2 separate regions of the Zea mays genome follow, and region 1 is linked to region 2. Evidence: chromatin contacts called from public Hi-C data. All regions are on one chromosome and are shown on one strand. The core of a region is the stretch at or near the end of the contact, and the rest is flanking DNA. Distances in the headings are between cores, read along the strand shown. Region 1 holds the start of LOC100282511 (ATP binding protein). Region 2 holds the start of LOC103638902 (protein transport protein sec31).

Region 1 (4,023 bases), core at 1,405-3,904, 330 kb before region 2:
GATTTAAAAGAATGAATTAGTTCGTCATATATATTTACTTCTTATTTTTAATAGAATATGTTGATGTATTGCCATCCTATTCCTCACAAACTAACAATACTAATAATTAGCACCCATTTACTTTAAATCATAAGTTATTCTAACTTTTTTAAATAGTCAAAACATCTTAAGTTTGACTAAATCTGTATAATATAATAATTATTATATGTTACTAAATAAGTATCTTTAGATTATATAATAAAATAACGATATTTATGATATTAAATAAATATAACTAGATTCGGTATTAATTATGTTTTTATAGTATGCTTATTTAGCATCACAAATCCTCATGATTTTCTCTATAGTTTTGGTGAGTTTTAGATGTTTTGACTTTTGACTCTTAAAGAAAATAGAATAATTTATAATTTAGGATATATAAAATATTATTACAAAAATAAAACCAACCTTCTCGAAGTTTGTCAACATTATTTTTTGACTCTTAAATTCGTACCAAACTCGTTGCATGTCGGAACATGAGCCCAAAAGAGGCACGCCAATGCCGTGCGTTCCATTGGTCTTGGTCTCCTTGCTCATTGCTCTCCCACTCCCTGATCCGAAGGTAACGCGAGTAGATCGTGTATAGTGGAAAAAATATTTTAGTATAAGATAGACAGTTTATAAAGTAGAATTTAAAATAAAAGATAAAAAAGAATAAACAGTTAGAGATAGACTAAACACTACTATATTTTATCCATCGTATAATTTTTTATTGGTGAACCTTTTTAATTTTAATTAAGTTTACAAAAAAATATTAACAATCTATATATCTTTAAATAAATGTAGTTTAAAAACAGAATCAATTGTCCATCTGAGAATCTTAATTATGTACTCTAGTTTTTAATATCCTTTTTTCTGTATTTTAGTTGTCTAAATTTAATATGATTGCAGATAACAAACTAATATAATACAAGTACATCAATATTTTTAGGATTTTATTATTTATCTTTATATTATGATCTATTACTTTTGTTTTTATCTAACTATAAAAATAATTGTTATTTTTTTTGCCAACACGGATCAGAGTCGTTGGGTTTGTGATTTTATCTAACAGATTTCTAACTAACCGCAAGTTATATATTATGTCTTACATAAATCAGAACGAATCAAAGCTATATAAAATACAGTATGTAACAACCTTCGTCCGTGAGAAAGCTAAAAATTCAAACACCAAGTTTTATGGAGTCCCATATTAATATTGTATTATATATTTAATTAAAAACAAATATATTTAATTTTAGGAGTCGAGATAAGGCTATCTCTAGCAGATATTTTATCCCATTTCTATGGCACCCGCTATTTTAAGCTTTACTCTGCGAATATTGTCAAACAGTGTCGTCTACAGTTTCACATTCGCTATTTTACACTACCTATTAGAGATAGTCGAAGGCTCACACGGTCACACCCACGCTCACACCCCCTTGCGAGCGCGTACGTTTGGTGACCGATGTCCTGCAACGGGGCATAGTCATGTTTAGTTGCATGTTTAGGTGCCAAAAAATCCCATGTATTTTCCGCCACACCTTTGTAAGGTTAGGCAATTAAATTATGTAGACACGTTTAAGGAAATTTTACCACACTTTATGCCACATTGACGAGCGGGGTCTATATAGGAGGAGAAAATTTTCGTCCCAATTGTGGTTACAAAACAAACACACACCTAACTCGATTAAACATATCTAATCTTAGATGTGACAAACTGTGGCAGGCGAGTCAGCGAACCAAACATGTCCTTTCGTTAATAAATACATTAATTGTGAAATTAATTTTTAAATTCAATTACGTGATAACAATATATATTATTGTACTATAAATATTGTAGTATTTTTAAAACTTTAAAACCTAATATAAACAGTCAAATAGTTCATTTGAAAATCAAAAGAGGAGCTAAGGAATGATTGGAGAAAAAGTGAGTGAAGAGTATTTGAGGAGGTATTTAAATATGAATGGAAAGCATGAATTTAAGATTTAAGGTGCGTGGATGGGGTGGGGACGGGAGCCACCCTCCACGTTTTTTATGGGAAACTGTTCATTTCAGTCAGACGAAATGACACACCACCTTAAATTGTACGAAATTTATTTAGAAAAGTAATAGTAATGGCACAAGATTTTTTAGAGGTATTTAGGACGTGTTTGGTGTGGCGCCTAAGCCGCCACATCGTGCCACACTTTTAAGCCACAAGTGTGGCGGCCAACCTTCCACGTTTTTTATGGGAAACCGTTCATTTCAGTCAGACGAAATGACACACCACCTTAAATTGTACGAAATTTATTTAGAAAAGTAATAGTAATGGCACGAGATTTTTTAGAGATATTTAAGGCGTGTTTGGGGCGGCGCCGCCACACCGCGCCACACTTTTAAGCCACAAGTGTGAACACTTGTGGCTTAAAAGTGTGGCATGTGACGGCTTAGGCGCCACACCAAACACACCCTTAGTTTTATTTTTATAAAAACGAAAGAAAGCCGGAGGTGGGGAGGCTTGGTGTTGCGGGCGCACCTACCTACCGGATCCCCACCCGGCAACCCCTGTGTACTGCCGCGCTTCTCTCGGTGCCCTGCCTCGTGCCTCCTACTCCCACCTTCATCAGGAGCTCAGTCTGCGGCTGCTGCTCCATTCCACACTACCCCGCGCTGGACTGGAGTCGAGTTGAGCTCACGCTCTCGCACACTCGCACTCCCATTCCCACTGGCCAGATTGATCTTGCTTCGCTAATCATCCTAGATCTCCATTCCCGCCCATGGGATGCTTCCAGTCGAAGGTGGCGGGGCCCCTGCCGCCCAACGACGCCGCCGCTCTCCCCGCCGACAAGCCTGCAGATCCTGGTAAGCGTCACGCCCCCGCCGCCGCCGCTTAAACCCTAACCCCGCCGAATCCATCTAATCCGCGGCGCGTGCTTGCGTCTGGCTGCTGTGTCCAATCGGATGGCAGAGGCGGCGAATGGCGGCGCCGACGGGGAAGGCGACGGTGACGACAAGGAGGCTGTGAAGCGCGCGGTGCCGGTGTTCAGGGAGTTTGCTCTGGCCGAGCTGCGCGCCGCCACCAAGGGATTCAGCGCCGACCTCATCGTCTCCGAGAGCGGCGAGAAGGCGCCCAACGCCGTCTACCGCGGCCGCCTCGACGGCGGGCGGCTCATCGCCGTCAAGCGCTTCTCGCGCCTCTCCTGGCCTGACCCGCAGCAGTTCCTCGTATGATTTGCGTTGCTTGCTTCGTCTGGTTTCCTCCCAGCTTGGATCTCGCAATGTGATGCAGTGTTGCTGCTGTTGCAGGCGGAGGCGGCGGGCGTTGGGAAGGTGCGGCACAAGCGCCTCGTCAACCTCATTGGCTGCTGCGCCGAGGGTGACGAGAGGCTGCTTGTCGCCGAGTACATGCCCAACGACACCCTGTCCAAGCATCTCTTCCACTGTACGTGCTCTCCACCTGCTAGGGATACTCCAGCATTTTTCTGTTATATACGGGCCTCGCGGGCTGGAGTTGTGTCGTCTACGGCTACGGTGACCGTGGGCGCATCACACCAACCCTGAATCTCAATCTCCTCTGCATTAACACAATGACTTAATGCGCCTTATGTCCTTCACCATTGCTGCATTTGACCTACACAGATCTTGCAAAAGTGTGGTTTGCCCGGACTAGGTGGGTGTGTCCTGTCCACCTTGTCTCCCTTGATTGACTCTGCTCTGCACTGCCTTTTTTCAGGGGATAAGCAGCCGTTACCATGGGAAATGAGGCTGAGGGTTGCATATTTCATTGCGCAAGCTCTCGACCATTGCAATGCTGAGAACAGGAAAATCTATCATGATTTGAATGCTTATAGGGTACTTTTTGATGAGGTACACAACAGGTTTGCTGACACCTCCTAGTTTTTACTACATTTTTTTTCTGCTGGCTTTTCCATTGTAACTACATTTTCTTCTGTGAAAATATTTTTTTTATCTGTAAGGTTTATGTTGGAATATTTTACTGTCATATGAAGTTGCCAATGTGA
Region 2 (4,095 bases), core at 921-3,420:
GACCACTGTACCAGAGCCGCTCACCGTAGGTCTGCCATGCATAGACAACTCACCATCCATGGTGCATAAGATCCCCTCTGCCATCACCAGCTCCTCGTGCATGCACCCACCACTTGCTCTGCCCATCACAGTACCATGTGCCATGGCAATGACTCCGGCACATTAGGCAGATAAGCAACAGCTGTGCCTGTGCCCGCGTTGAGGCGACAAGTCAAGAGGTGTGACAAACTATTCCAAATTGCCGAAGCAAAGTTGGCAATTTCAACAGTTTCACACTGAGTGTTTATAATTAATGTGCATTCACATAGCTTATTATCCATCTCCTAATCTTTACAAGTTGCAGACAGCATAATGGGCACTTGAGCAGCTGCCACCCTACAATATGAAACATCTCACCCATCTAATGGGATGATACAAACAAAAAACAGATCTCACCTGAACTGACTACTATGGTAAACTTCGCTATGGAAGTAAGGAGAAAAACCTAGTCACCAAAATTCATGAATGGTGAAGCTCTGATTCTTGACCAACTATCGAGGTGAAGCTCTAACCCTCGACCATCTTACAGTGCCCAAGTCATCTGCAAGCAAGAAAAGAACCATACACATACACATACACAATGTAGTTTACAACTGATGCAGATGTCGAATGATGCAGCGATCAGCATGCCATAGCCCTAATCGATCTCAATCACCACTTTCTTGTTCTTGCTGCCTTCAGGCAGTCAGGGCATCCTCGCTTCTTTGCCCCAACCTTCACATGTGTCATTCCATAGCCCTAATTTACCTCAACCACAGCTTTTTTGTTCTTGCTGCCTTTGGGCCGCCCTCGCTTCTTTGCCCCAACCTTCACATGTAAGAACTCCACTGGTGTTGCCGCTGTCGGCGCTGGCGATGATGCTGATGCTGGTGCTGCCACTGTTGGGATGACAGGAATGCCAGTGCCAGCATCAACTGCCTTATTGCCTTCCCCTTCCACAATGCCACTTAGGCTTGGTAATGGCAAGTATGGCCCCATTGGATAAAATCCTAGAGCAGCAGGTGCCTGCTGCTGCGGGGAATTGAGTGGTTCAGCGAATGCAGGACCACCAGGGAAACCCATTGGGAAGAACCCCCAGGAGCAGTAATACATGTCTGTGCCTGGCACGATGGGCGGCTGCGTGGACATTGCAGTGGCAACAAACGGCCGGCGGCAGCTAGGGCAAAGCAGCGTTTGCGACTCGTAGGAGTGGTCGTACTGGTGTAAATGGCAGCAGGAGGGACAAGCTGTCCAGAAGACTGGCGCCTGTTGAGCTTCCCCCTCCTGGTTCCGTTCAACCTCAGGCGATTGTTTGGCAGCCCGCGGCGGCCGGCCGCGCTTTGTTGGCGACGTGCCCGAAACGGTCTGCGGAGCAGGCGGCGTCGCCGGCGTTTTGGCAGCCCGCGGCGGCCGCCCGCGCTTTGGTGGCGGCGTGCCTGACACAGTCTGCATTGGCTGCGGAGCAAGTGGCGGCGGCGGAGGAGGCTGTGACTGCAGCTGATTCTGCTTCTCTGGATGGGGATCGATGGGTACACGAGCGGCGGCGGCGGCGGCGGCGGCTGCCGCTGCGTTAGTTGCAGCGGCGGCGGCGTCGAGGTCGGAGTCGAGGGAGGCTTTGCGGAGGGGATCTGACAGGAAGGCCCAAGCGTCGGCGACGAGGCGGGCGGCTTCGGCGAAGGCGAGGGAGCAGGGACGGTCGGGGTGGGAGCGGTTGAGCAAGAGGGAGAGGCGGCGGTAATGGGAATGCACGACGTCGGGGTCGCGGGAGGCCGGGACGGCGGAGTCGAGGCCAAGGACGGCGTAGGGGTCGAGGGGCCCGGACGGGAGGCGCCGACGCTGGGCCGCGAGGAGGGCATCGGCGGCGGCGAGGAGGTCGTCGGCGCCCGGGGTGCGGGGGTCGAAGGAAAGGGCTTGGGCGACGAACTGCTTGCAGCCCTCGAGGTCCCGCGCCATCAGGAGCTTCTCGGCGATGTTCATAAACCGCTCCGCCTCCTGCCGCCGGGCGACGGAAGGATCCATGGGGCTCGCCGCCGGGCACAGGGAGGCTAGAGGATTTGACCGGGGCGAGGGGGATCGGTGGAATTTGTGCGGTTACGCTTTTTGGTGGAGGCAGCGGCCCGGGTAGGACGCGGCACGGCATTTAGGTGCTGGTTGCCTGTATGAGTTATTTTGTTTGCCTTGTTTAGTTCATGGCAGATAATGAGTATCAGATTTTGAAAATACGTTATGCATCCAAATATAGATCATTTTTAGCATCGGATTATGTGCGCTGTGAAATAAAATCCCAGCATCAGGTAGGTGCTGCATTTTCTTGGGTACCGTGCAAACAGCACATTATATAATACGGCTCCGTTTGTTTCGTATTATAATTTTATATATATTCCACTTTCAAATAAATTAAAATTATTTTTTAATACGCAGTAGATCTGCCTGTTTTTATTATTAAGAAGAAAATGAGGTGAAACTCCAAAACACGAGCAACACACTTAACCGACACACACCACCGTATACAGACTTTCACACCACTCCTAAGACAACTCCTCTAGATAAGAAAAAAGAGAGCTTTAGCGCCAGCAAATGCCAGCACATCATCTCCTCCCTTGCTGTCGAGAGGGTGATCTCAACACTTGGGCTACAACCATCAAACACACACCTATTCCTATGTTTCCATATCGACCACGCACCCAAAATTAAAATCATTTAGTATACAATAATTATATATTAATATGTTGTTAGAAAAGATTAATTATTGTTATGACAGTTATAAAATTACAATATTGTTGCCAAAAGGCCCTCAAGGAGAATGCTCAGGACTATGCTGGGTACCATAGGCTGCAGCCCAGATGACCGGTTGGGCCGCCGCTTCAGACCCTCGGCCTAATTTGCCAAAGCTACGAAGCTGAATGTCAACACTCTCACTATTACAACAGTAGAGCGAGCTGGACTTGTAGATGGTCCGATGGATCGAACACTACTCCATCGAGCTGCATTTGTAGATGGTCCCATGGGACGCTGCTCTAAAGCAGTGCTCTGGTTCTACGTGGTGGCATTCTCAAAAAAGAATTATTACTAATTATTAGTCTACGAGGAATAAAACATCATTCTACAAACTAAAGAGCAAACCAAACACGTCGTAAATTTCTCTTGACCATATCTGTAGCTCTAGTCTGCATCCTCCAAAAGGAAGATGATGCGAGCTGCCAGTGGAGCAATCTCCTTCAGCTCAAGTGCTATCTGATGCCCACTTTAGACCCCGTTTGGTTAAAAGGAACTAAAGATTAGTCCCTTTATTTTAGTCTCATTTAGTCACTAAATTGCCAAACGGTAGGACTAAAGTTAAAACTAAAATGTTTCAGTCTCTGGGGTGAATAAAATGGACTAAACCATATAAATTTCACCTTTTGCCCATCCTTCATTTCAGTTACACGGAGAATGCTAAAAGGTATTTTAGTCCTCTTATGATCCCTTTAATGTGTTTTAAATAGTTTTAGTCTCTAGAACTAAACAAGGTAGAGACTAAACTTTAGTCTCCTAACCAGACTTTTGGACTAAAGAAACCAAACACCAGACTTCTGGACTAAATAAACCAAACAGAGCCTCAGGCAAACTTTGCAGGTCAAACAAATCCTCGTTGAGACATAGCAGTCACCTCTCACCACTTAGATACTAGTACCAGCTAGAATGCACGAACGATCAGCAGCGGAACAAAAGAGAGCAAAACAACACAGAATACGATCAAATTCCTGAATTAAACCCAAGTATCCAAGTAAATCCATGATCCATAGTACTAGAGAAATGATATTTTAACTAGCCTAGAAGGTGAAGATCTGATCAGGAAACCATCACAACTCGCAGCATTATGAGAGCGACTAATTCAAATTAAATTAATCTTACTCAGGGGCACAACAGCGGGGGGTGAGACCATGAACCCTAACTCTCCTAGCTAGCTTAGCTTAAGTAGCAGATCGACACGTCGTCACTGACCAGAGCACAGACGACGCGCAAGAGGACCGTTTCATAGCAGCAGTACCAACCTAACCATCAGCAGGTTCCTTTCCTTCCTCTCCAGCCCAAACA

The links. A called contact is a pair of places that touch in the nucleus more often than the background predicts.
Region 1: a Hi-C map of leaf shows a contact between it and region 2, with 8 times the contacts expected there. The contact joins the promoter of LOC100282511 here to the promoter of LOC103638902 in region 2. A contact is called at or near these places in 2 of 25 Hi-C or Micro-C datasets (leaf and tassel).

Annotation. Positions count from the first base shown.
Region 1 is chr9:118,568,330-118,572,352 of Zm-B73-REFERENCE-NAM-5.0, reverse strand. LOC100282511 (ATP binding protein) reads left to right here and starts at 2,654. Exons shown (of 10, transcript NM_001155420.2): 1 at 2,654-2,863; 2 at 2,970-3,226; 3 at 3,308-3,443; 4 at 3,735-3,868. The coding sequence starts at 2,779.
Region 2 is chr9:118,241,456-118,245,550 of Zm-B73-REFERENCE-NAM-5.0, reverse strand. It overlaps LOC103638902 (protein transport protein sec31), which reads right to left and starts at 2,170. Exons shown (of 5, transcript XM_035962635.1): 1 at 54-2,170. The coding sequence starts at 2,037. The coding sequence ends at 778. It overlaps LOC100192715, which reads right to left. Exons shown (of 5, transcript NM_001358085.1): 5 at 3,751-4,095.